Linked DNA regions of Sus scrofa: regions 2 and 3 are each linked to region 1. The links are chromatin contacts, called in public HiChIP or PLAC-seq maps. All regions are on one chromosome and are shown on one strand. Each heading gives the region's core, a stretch centred on a gene start, on an enhancer-like site or on the middle of the called end of the contact. The rest is flanking DNA. Distances are from core to core; before and after follow the strand shown. Region 1 holds the start of FAM126B (a long non-coding RNA gene). Region 2 holds the start of ORC2 (origin recognition complex subunit 2). Region 3 overlaps CFLAR (CASP8 and FADD like apoptosis regulator).

Region 1 (3,182 bases), core at 474-2,973:
AGATAAAGTGACTTAAATTGTGCCAAGGACTTAAGAAGAGGCGATTATTTCAGTTTCAGAGCTGTTCAAATAAGAATAGCAAGGAAATTAGTTCAACAGGAAAAGAACATGTAATCACGATTTTTTTTCACCTCATTCTATCTAAAAGTTTGGTGGAGATCAACTTTCACTAAATAAGGCTGGCATACTTTGCCTAGAAAGGAAACAAAAAGAGTAATTCCACTTACACTATAAGTATTTTCGCAGTTTGCTAAAGACTTTGAAGTATATATCCTAACTTCCCCTCACTTTAAAAACTGCGAATACGGGGAGTTCCCGTAGTGGCGCAGTGGTTAACGAATCCGACTAGGAACCATGAGGTTGCGGGTTCGGTCCCTGCCCTTGCTCAGTGGGTTAACGATCTGGCGTTGCCGTGAGCTGTGGTGTAGGTTGCAGATGCGGCTCGGATCCTGCGTTGCTGTGGCTCTGGCGTAGGCCGGAGGCTACAGCTCCGATTCGACCCCTAGCCTGGGAACCTCCATATGCCGCGGGAGCGGCCCTAGAAATGGCAAAAAGACAGAAAAAGCAAACAAATAAACAAAAAAAACCAAAACTGCGAATACGGTAGTAACATTAGAACACAAAAGACAAATTATCTATTTTCACATGTGATGTCTCTTCCAGCCCCTTTATCTGCATATATGCAATTTAAAAATAGTAATCACTGTAGTTCCCGTCTTGGCTCAGTGGAAACAATCCGACTAGGAACCATGAGGTCGCAGGCTCAATCCCTGGCCTCGCTCAGCAGGGTTAAGGATCTCGTGTTGCCATGAGCTGTGGTGTACGTCGCAGACGAGGCTCGGATCTGGCATTGCGGTGGCTCTGGCCTAGGCTGGCAGCAACAGCTCCGATTAGACCCCTAGCCTGGGAACCTCCATATGCCACGGGTGCGGCCCTCAAAAGACTAAATAAATAAATAAATAAAAACAGTAATCACTGCAAAAATTGATGTGGTTTTGTACCCTTTTTTTTCACTTTAACATTATGTCATAAACATTCATACCAGAAAAATCTTAAATCAAACCTATACTATGCATGACGGTAAGGCAGGTATTACAGTTATTCCTATTTTACAAATATTCAATTTGAGAGCTGGTAAACCAAAAAACATGGGGCAAGGGGGTGCTGCAAGTGGCAGAAGTGGAAAAATAGCATCTGTACCTAGCAACCACAAGGATTCTCACTACATCCTTCTACAATCACCTCTCACAACTCAAAGACTTCATAGTTCTCCGCTGCTAGTTCTTCGATCTCCTTCAATTTTGAGTTACATATTCTCATCATCTTTCCTCATTTAGTCTCTCCTTTTTGACAGTTCCCAGGATAGAGTCTCATTCTTATTCTCGATCAACAGATCTCCCACCAAATCCCCAATTTACCTGACAGCAATCTGACCTCTCAGGACACTCAACATTCAACCCTCCAGCCGGAGGCAACCGGAAACGGAAGTTGTCACCTTGAGTACCTCACGGCAGGAAAGCAGAGGAGAATTTTAATACCCTGGTCCTGGGGGCACAGATTCCTGGTCCAGGTGGAGATGACATGAAGATGGCTGGAAGTGGGAAATTTCCCCGCATATCTGTGCATCTGGAGTCTGACTGATGTAAGAGAAACAGTGAAGGACCCAAGGGCGGGGAAGAGCAACGAGTCTTTGTTGGGAGACCGGAATCTTTAGACGCTGCACAAAGGGAGGGCCGCGGCCATTTTTCTCCAATCAACGGAGCTGTTGTTGGAGCGTGGACCCACCCAATGGGAGGGCCGGTTGTTGCGCTGCAGTTGGCAGGCTGCTGCGGGAGGCGGTGGCGGTAAGAAGCCGGAGGCAGCGGGGTGACAGGTAGGCGGCGGCGCTGTCTTTAGGGGACACGGAGTACCAGAAAAGAGGGATTTTCTTTTTCTCTGGCTGCAGGGAGTATAGAGAGGATCTAACGTGGGTGGTTCGGAAAGGGCGGTAGCTGGAGTGTTTGTGGTTCCGGAACCTTTCAGAGACCAGGTAGCAGCTTGGGAGGGTCGTGAGGAAGAGAAAGCAGCCGAGGCGGGTGGAGGCTGAGCCCAGTGGCGACGTGGGGGCCTCGGGCGTGGGGGGCTGCGGAGGCGCCGGCGGAGACCGGAAAGAGGCGGGAGCAAGACGGTTTAATGAGGGCTGGAGGACTCCTTGCATGAAGCTCCAAGAGAGAAGAGGACGCGGCATTGCAGGCACCTGAGAGAAATCCTAGGGCTTGCTTCGTAGGGCCATTTCTCCGGGTGGGGACGGAGGGAGCGGAGAAGAAATATTTACTGGCGGTCAGATCCTTGAAACTCTTCATAGCTGTGCATTATGTAATCCATGGCTGTTATTTACCCAAACAAGTAGGTTGCCCTCCTGGAAGAAGAGATCTTGCAACCTATTGATATGTCAGAATAGTTTTTTTCACTGCTTTGACTGTTTTCTACCCTGGCAGGCTCTGTGGGCGAGGAAGCATGAAGGATAGAGTAGTCACGAAGAGCTCATCCCAAATATGGACTTGGGCTGAGAGATAATGTTTGTTTGAGATGAGCGTGGCCAGGTTCACGTTTTATAGTTCGTGAATTTGTTTTGAGGGTCAAGGCTAATTTAAAAAAAATTTTTTTTTAATCTTCAGGAAAGTGGAGAGCCTCAAGAACTTATATATACTACGAGGTAAGTGCAAGTTGGAAAATGACTAGATAATTAGTTGGTAGATTTTTTTTTTTTTACCCCCTAAATATTATGAAAGTTAGAGACTGTGAAAATAAGGTGGTGGTCTGAATTCGTTTGGTTTTTTGTTTCTGTTTTTTTTTTTTTTTTTTTTTTTTTTTTTTTTTTTTTGCCGGGGGAATCACCTTTTTAAGTAATTTGCTCTGTAAGTTGAGAAGCTATTTATGAATTATTTATTTCTTGGGTTTAAAAAGTATGTTCTTTGTATCTCTCCAGTAGAGGTAAAATGCATTTATAGACATAATTACTTGTACATCATCGTGGGTTTTTTTTTTTTAGTTTTTTTAATTCATTTTTTGCACAATGAAATGTAGAATTAAAATAGGAATTCCATTCAGTGTGTATTATGAAATGACAGACTATGAAAAACTTGATTTTATAGCTCACTGTTTTAAAGGAAGCATTATAAATGTCTAAAATGTAAGCTGAT
Region 2 (3,182 bases), core at 222-2,721, 91 kb after region 1:
GAACCTCCATATGTCAAGGGAACGGCCCTAGAATAGGCAAAAAGACAAATACATAAATAAATAAAATAATAAAATAAAATAAAATAAAAAAGACCAGGGGATATATGACTACTTGCCAGTGTTCTGAGAGCCAAACAAGAGAGGATTCTTTGTCTTCTACACATTTTATCCAGTTCCACCAATCAATTTCAGTATGACTTCTCATTTTTATTCTGTTGAGTCTAGATCCTCTGGTTCACCTTGTAAACTCCTGCTCTTCTGTTAAGTGCAAGAGATCTAATTGTTCCTTGTTTCAGACTTTGACCAATCCTCCAGGTCTCAGTCCCATTCTGCTCTTCTGTCTTCAGATGCTCCTGTAGATTAATCCTTGAGACTAACTGGAAATCTGAGAAAGAAATAGACTTCTTTTTGGCATTTCATTGCTGGCCTGGGTTGCAGCTTACTCTGCTGTGCTTGATCACACCACATCTTCCAAAGTTGTGTCAACTTGGCTCACTTCCTTTCCTGTTCTTTTGTGCATATACTTAAAAATACTTTTTAACTCTGTTATTTTAATGGCATTTCAAGACAGTGTTTATTTCACCATGTTTAATCCAATTTTATTAAAGACTCAAACTCAACTATTTCAAACTATAACCCAATTAGCTGCTGGCATCTCACACAAAATTAACTTAGTCCTCTCTTTCTCCATGGAAAAATCTAATTTTCTACCCAAAATGTCTGTGAATACCTGGGAGAGTTGCCGTTTTATGATCACCTCTATCTTCAACTTCCTGCCACCCCTGAATTCTGGATCTCCATTCTAAATGGTATGGCTCTTTGTTTTTATCTACCTTAGTATCAACCTAGAAGGGAAACTCAGCTTCTTACCTCTATTTTCCACACATATACCATAAAAACAAAGTCAAAACCCACCACTCAGGAGTTCCCGTTGTGGCTCAGTGGTTATGGTTCCTAGTCGGATTCGTTTCCTCTGCGCCACATTGGGATCTCCGGCTCAGTGGTTATTAATCCAGCTAGCATCCATGGGGATGCGGCTCTATCCCTGGCCCCGCTCAGTGGGTTAAGGATCCCCCTGGTGTTGCCATGAGTTGTGGCGTAGCTCGCAGACTCTATTCGGCTACCGCGTTGTTGTGGCTGTGGTGTAAACTGGCAGCTGCAGCTCTAATTTGAACCCTAGCCTGGTAATTTCTATGTGCCACTGGTGTGGCCCTAAAAAGAAGAAAAAAAAGATTGCTACAAGACAGACCGATCGCTCAGCCCGCTCCACTTCCTTCAACTTCCTCAGACCTAATCAACACTGCCTTCTCCCTTCCCCGGAAACGGAAAGAGGAAAGACAAGGCCCAGAACCCAGAGCTGGGGATTCGGTTTCCTTGGGTTTCTTGTGGGCAGGGCCATGAGGCCGGCGCCGACGGGCTGGCAGAGCCGTCGCTCTCGGCCGACTTCACTTCCTATTGGCTCCCCGGGGCTCCGCCTCCTAAGCAGGGCGGGAGATTCGGTGTGCAGTAGGGAGGCTTCCCATTACCCCCCCCACGCGGGCCTCGGGAGCTCCTCTGATCAGCTCTGCGACCCTACACTCAAGCTGCCTTCAAGAATTTGGCCTTTCCTGCTGCGACTGAAGCCGCCTTCCCAACAGCGACCGTTCAGCTGGGTAGCGTCCGGCAGGCGCGAGGCGGCCGCAGCCGCGCCTGGTGAAGACCTAGCGGTGCGTAGAGGGGTGGCTGGGCAGCCTGCCTCCTCTCCTTAGCAAGGGGCTGGCGAGGTGAGTACAGGTGCACCTAGTCCCCGGCCTTCGCCTTTGCAGAGGGCAGGGTCGCTGCGCCTCCCTCTCTGCCCTCTCCAGACTGCCACCAGTCCCGCCCGCCTGAGGACCCCCGGCTGGCGGAGCGCTGCCAACTGATCAGTTGCGAGAGGCCCAGACTAAAGTCAGCAAATACTTGGGGTGGGAGGCCCCCTCTTTAAAGACATCTCCTTCTGTCCAGCGGTGATGGGTCTTCTGTGCAAGGGATGTCTGTTACCATCATACCTGTTTCCCGGTGGGAGGAGCCTTGTGCTTGTAGAGAGAGAACTGGGAAAATTCATAACGAAAGTAGTAAGGTGTCTTGGGAGAGGAACAACTACAATACGGGCTGAGGAGGAAGAGATCTTGTCCTGAGCTCTTTGATATCATCCCAGCCTGGAAGCACCAAGAGAATCCTCCTAACTGAACACAGCCACCCTGGGACAGTGCTTAGGTGTAAAATGTTAAACCTTTAGTAGAGCTTTTTAAGTTAAAAAGATATCGATGCATTGCTTTTCGCTGTACAGCTGAAATCCTAGAAGTACGGCTACATCTTCCCCTAGTTTATTGCAGTCTGAAGAAAAATAGGTACTGTTTTCATTAGGCAAAAGGTGCCACACCTTTGCCTAAAGACACTGCCTTTTTTTGGGGGGGGGGGCACACCCCAGCATGTGGAGGTTCCCAGGCTAGGAGTCCAATCAGAGCTACTGCTGCCATCCTATGCCACAGCAATGCTGGATCTGATCTGCATCTGTGACCTACACCACAGCTCAGGGCAACTCTGGATCCTTAACCCACTGAGCAAGGCCAGGGATGGAACTCGCATCCATCCTCATGTATCCTAGTGGGATTGGTTAGCTGCTGAGCCAGGAAGAGAACTCCCGACACTGCTCCTTAAATGGACGTTATTCAACATTTATTGAGCACTTTTTCTGTTAGATGTACCCATGAAAATGAACCAGTAGTGATCTAAGAAAGAAATGGAAATTTTATTTTATTTTATTTTTGTCTTTTGTCTTTTTTAGGGCCACACCCACGGCATATGGAAGTTCCCAGGCTAGGGGTTGAATTGGAGCTACAGCTGCTGGCTTACACCACAGCCACAGGAATGCCAGATCGGAGCTGTGTCTTCAACCTACACCACAGCTCACGGCAGTGCTGGGTCCTTAACCCACTGAGTGAGGCCAGGGATTGAACCCACAACCTCATAGTTCCTAGTGGGATTCGTTTCTGCTGCACCACGAAGGGAACTCCAAGAAATGGAAATTTTAATTTAAGCCAAACAGGATTATAACCTGGGAACAGCCTTCCAGAAAACTCCAAGAACTGTTTTGCCTGTTAGAGGTCAAAGCACAGTTGCATGTTTTTGAGACTGAGCTGTACATTGAATGAGGTTGACAG
Region 3 (3,182 bases), core at 296-2,795, 76 kb before region 1:
ACTTCTCTTCCTCCCCTGAGGTATGGTCGTCCAGGAGTCTACCACTGCACTCACCCCAAACCCAACAACACAACAGTGTCCAGAGCAGAGATAACTTCCACCAAGGAACAGAGGGGCCCCACCTCATACCAGTTTGGGCGTCATACAAAGGGGTCAGGGGGAGATAAATAACTGAAGGTTATGACACATCACCCTTCACTACCGATTCTCAATTCTCCACACCAAATAAGAACAATATGAAGTATGGAGAGTCACAAATAATTCAGGATAATAACTTCAACCAATAGTTTCAACGTCTTGTCTTGCCAACTTTATCAGCGAGTATTACACTATAAAAGTGAAAGTAAGCAAATGTTATTTCTCTTCTGGCTTCTCAGCAGGAAACAGGAAAAAGATTAAAAGTTGGGAAAGAAACACAGCCTTGGGTTAACAACAAACTGGGAACTAAGCAGCCACTGGACAAACAAGAGCTGGCTCGAGTGCTCTTAATTCAATTTGGCCAGCCTATGGGCAGTATCTGGACACAATCACATACAGTCTCGTAGAACTTTCTACTCAGGAGGCTCACATCCTGCCAGATATGGCAGATTTAAATAAGTCTGTGACTCCTCGACCCTCCTTGCTTAAAAAGATAGTGTGTAATCCCCTCCCCTTGAACACAGGTAACTCGTTCCTAATGAATGGAGTGTGGCAGAAGGGCTACCACGTGACATTCAAAGTCAAATCACTAGGGGGAAGCCAGCTGCCATGTCTTGAGAACACTCCAGACAGGGCCCTGGTGCCAAACAGGTCCCCAGTGCCATGTGAAGAGGCCCACATGGAGAAGAACGCAAGCCACACACCAACTTCCCAGCCACTCGAGAAGCTCCTCCAATGCCAAGGACCCAAGCTGACATATGACAGCAACCTCTCAAGAGACTCAGGGCTGGGACAGCCTGGCTCCGTCACTTCTAAATTCCAGACCCCCAGAAGCTATGAGAGGTATAAATAAATTAGTATCGTTGTTTTAAGCTATAACATTTTGGAGCAATTTGTACACATTATGAGATAAATAATTCACTAGGTAAGTCAGCAAAAGGGAATGATAATAACCATTACCTAAGAATGGAGTGTAATTAAGCAACTTACTTTTCTCCTTCCGCCTGACCCGCAAGTAAGGTAGGGGTGAAGAAAATGAATTAAATTCATTTTTTGAAATATATATATATCAAGTAATAATAAGATACAAGCCCCCAAGAGATATAAAGAAGTTGCCAATCTCCTTAAAACCTTACAATAACTAAGTATGTTCAAGGAATGACAGTTGCTGAAAACCTATTAAGTACCTCACTTGTCAGCATAGGAGCTCAGAGTGCTAGGAGAGGTGAAGAAGCACTGCCCCCTAGGCACGGCCTCTGAGGGTGTAGGTAAGGCTTGAGATCCAGTTCTGAGCTGGGGATGACACACAGGGCTGTACCATGTACCAGGTACCAGGACAGAGCCTGGACAGGACTCAGGGGCCATCCCCACTGCTTTATTCCAAACGCTCCCTTCCGGAGTGGCACTCTCTAGTCATGGAGCACTCTCTCCTCCAGGGGGCAGAAGCGAACCGAGAAACATCAGGCTCAAAGCTCTTTTGTTTACTTAATTTCAGACTGGCTCCCTGGATCAAAACCTTCTTTTCACTGATAAGAGTGCCTCCCTTATCAAAGTCTTTGAAAGAAAGCCATAGTCTCCCTTTCCATCCTGACATGCAGAGGTCTGGAGGCAACACAGGCTGTCTTGTGCCTTAATCTCTTTTCTTTATCTGGGTTCTGGCTAGAGCAGCAGCTGGGCTGTCATAAGGCAGTCAGCAGGCAGCTGCGTGATACGAGGGTAAAAGAGGAACAGCCTTGGAAACCCAAGATGTGAGTTTCAGTCCTGGCCTCTCCACCTACTTGCTGGTCTGAACCTTGCCTGGTCCTGAAAGAAGACTGACTGACACCATGGGAATCTGAGGTCTAGGGAATCTGAGGAAGGTCTCACCTAATAGAACAGGAGGAAAAAGCCTAAAGCTGGAGGTGAAGCTAAAGGCCAAACAGGTCCCCAATGCCAAGTATAAGGCCAATAAGAACACCAAATCTAGGGCCTCAGACCAAGATGGAGCATCCCCTAAACATCCCTGTGGCAACACAGTCACTCCAGGGACACAGCCTGAAGCCATCAGGCTGGCATTTCCCATGAACATCACATCTTTCCTCTGACAGATGGTGAGGATGGATGCTGGGTGCCATTTGCAATGTTCTTTCTTGGGCTAGCAAGAAAGAATAAGGATAGAGCCCAGTCTAATTTACAGGATCAAGGGGATCACGACAGTGTGACTTTGAACAAATTACATCTGTAATTTATCCACCTATAAAATGGGATCAATACTGATGCCTCTACCATGTCCTCCAGAAGGTGGCTGTGAGGCTCCATTGAGATGTCTATAAGGACGCTTTGCAAATTGTGAGCAGTTATTCAAACATAAGATATTAATTTGAGGAGTTCCCGTCGTGGCGCAGTGGTTAACAAATCCGACTAGGAAACATGAGGTTGCGGGTTCGGTCCCTGCCCTTGCTCAGTGGGTTAATGATCCAGCGTTGCTGTGAGCTGTGGTGTAGGTTGCAGATGCGGCTCGGATCCCGCGTTGCTGTGGCTCTGGCGTAGGCCGGAGGCTACAGCTCCAACTGGACCCCTAGCCTGGGAACCTCCATATGCCGTGGGAGCGGCCCAAGAAATAGCTAAAAAAAAGACCCCAAAAAAAAAATAATTAAATAAATAAGATATTAATTTGAGGAGTTCCCATTGTGGCTCAGCAGGTTAAGAATTGATGTGGTCTTTGTGAGGATGTGGGTTTGATCTCTGGCCTCACTCAGTGGGTTAAGCAGCCAGCACCGCCACAAGCTGCAGTGTAGATGGCAGATACAGCTCGCATCGGGTGTTGCCATAGCTGTGTCATAGGTCTCAGCTGCAGCTCTAATGGAACCCCTAGCTAGGAACTTCCATTAGTTGCAGATGTGGCCATAAAAAGGAAAAAAAAAAAAGGATTAATTTTGAAGAAATAAAGGCACTTTACTACAAGTCATGGAGCTTTCTCTCACATTGGAATCTACCTCCTTAGAACCCAGAGGGAGGTCTCTACAGTCTAAACTCAAATGGACTCAGAGCAGCTAGATTTTGTG

Evidence for each region. HiChIP or PLAC-seq counts read pairs in DNA pulled down with a chosen protein or histone mark.
Region 2: an H3K27ac HiChIP or PLAC-seq map of alveolar macrophages shows a contact between it and region 1. The contact joins the promoter of ORC2 here to the promoter of FAM126B in region 1. A contact is called at or near these places in 3 of 47 Hi-C or Micro-C datasets (alveolar macrophages, heart right ventricle and skeletal muscle) and 2 of 2 datasets of contacts at active chromatin or transcription factors (alveolar macrophages and skeletal muscle).
Region 3: an H3K27ac HiChIP or PLAC-seq map of alveolar macrophages shows a contact between it and region 1. The contact joins the enhancer-like site here to the promoter of FAM126B in region 1. A contact is called at or near these places in 3 of 5 promoter capture datasets (fetal liver, fetal skeletal muscle and liver), 10 of 47 Hi-C or Micro-C datasets (alveolar macrophages, blood, embryonic fibroblasts and 6 more) and 2 of 2 datasets of contacts at active chromatin or transcription factors (alveolar macrophages and skeletal muscle).

Annotation. Positions count from the first base shown.
Region 1 is chr15:104,746,229-104,749,410 of Sscrofa11.1, reverse strand. FAM126B (a long non-coding RNA gene) reads left to right here and starts at 1,723. Exons shown (of 12, transcript XR_002339352.1): 1 at 1,723-1,873; 2 at 2,658-2,695. NDUFB3 (NADH dehydrogenase [ubiquinone] 1 beta subcomplex subunit 3) reads right to left here and starts at 1,576. Exons shown (of 4, transcript XM_021075852.1): 1 at 1,419-1,576.
Region 2 is chr15:104,654,847-104,658,028 of Sscrofa11.1, reverse strand. ORC2 (origin recognition complex subunit 2) reads left to right here and starts at 1,471. Exons shown (of 18, transcript XM_021074955.1): 1 at 1,471-1,763.
Region 3 is chr15:104,822,139-104,825,320 of Sscrofa11.1, reverse strand. All of the region lies in intron 7 of CFLAR (CASP8 and FADD like apoptosis regulator), which reads right to left. Among named protein-coding and RNA genes, the nearest start is that of CFLAR, 24 kb to the right of the region's middle. Within about 2 kb of position 1,545, at least 43 of the 83 cell types and tissues checked have an H3K27ac peak or open chromatin away from gene starts, as enhancers often do. A contact at or near this core is called in alveolar macrophages, fetal liver, liver and 4 more, where this site is marked.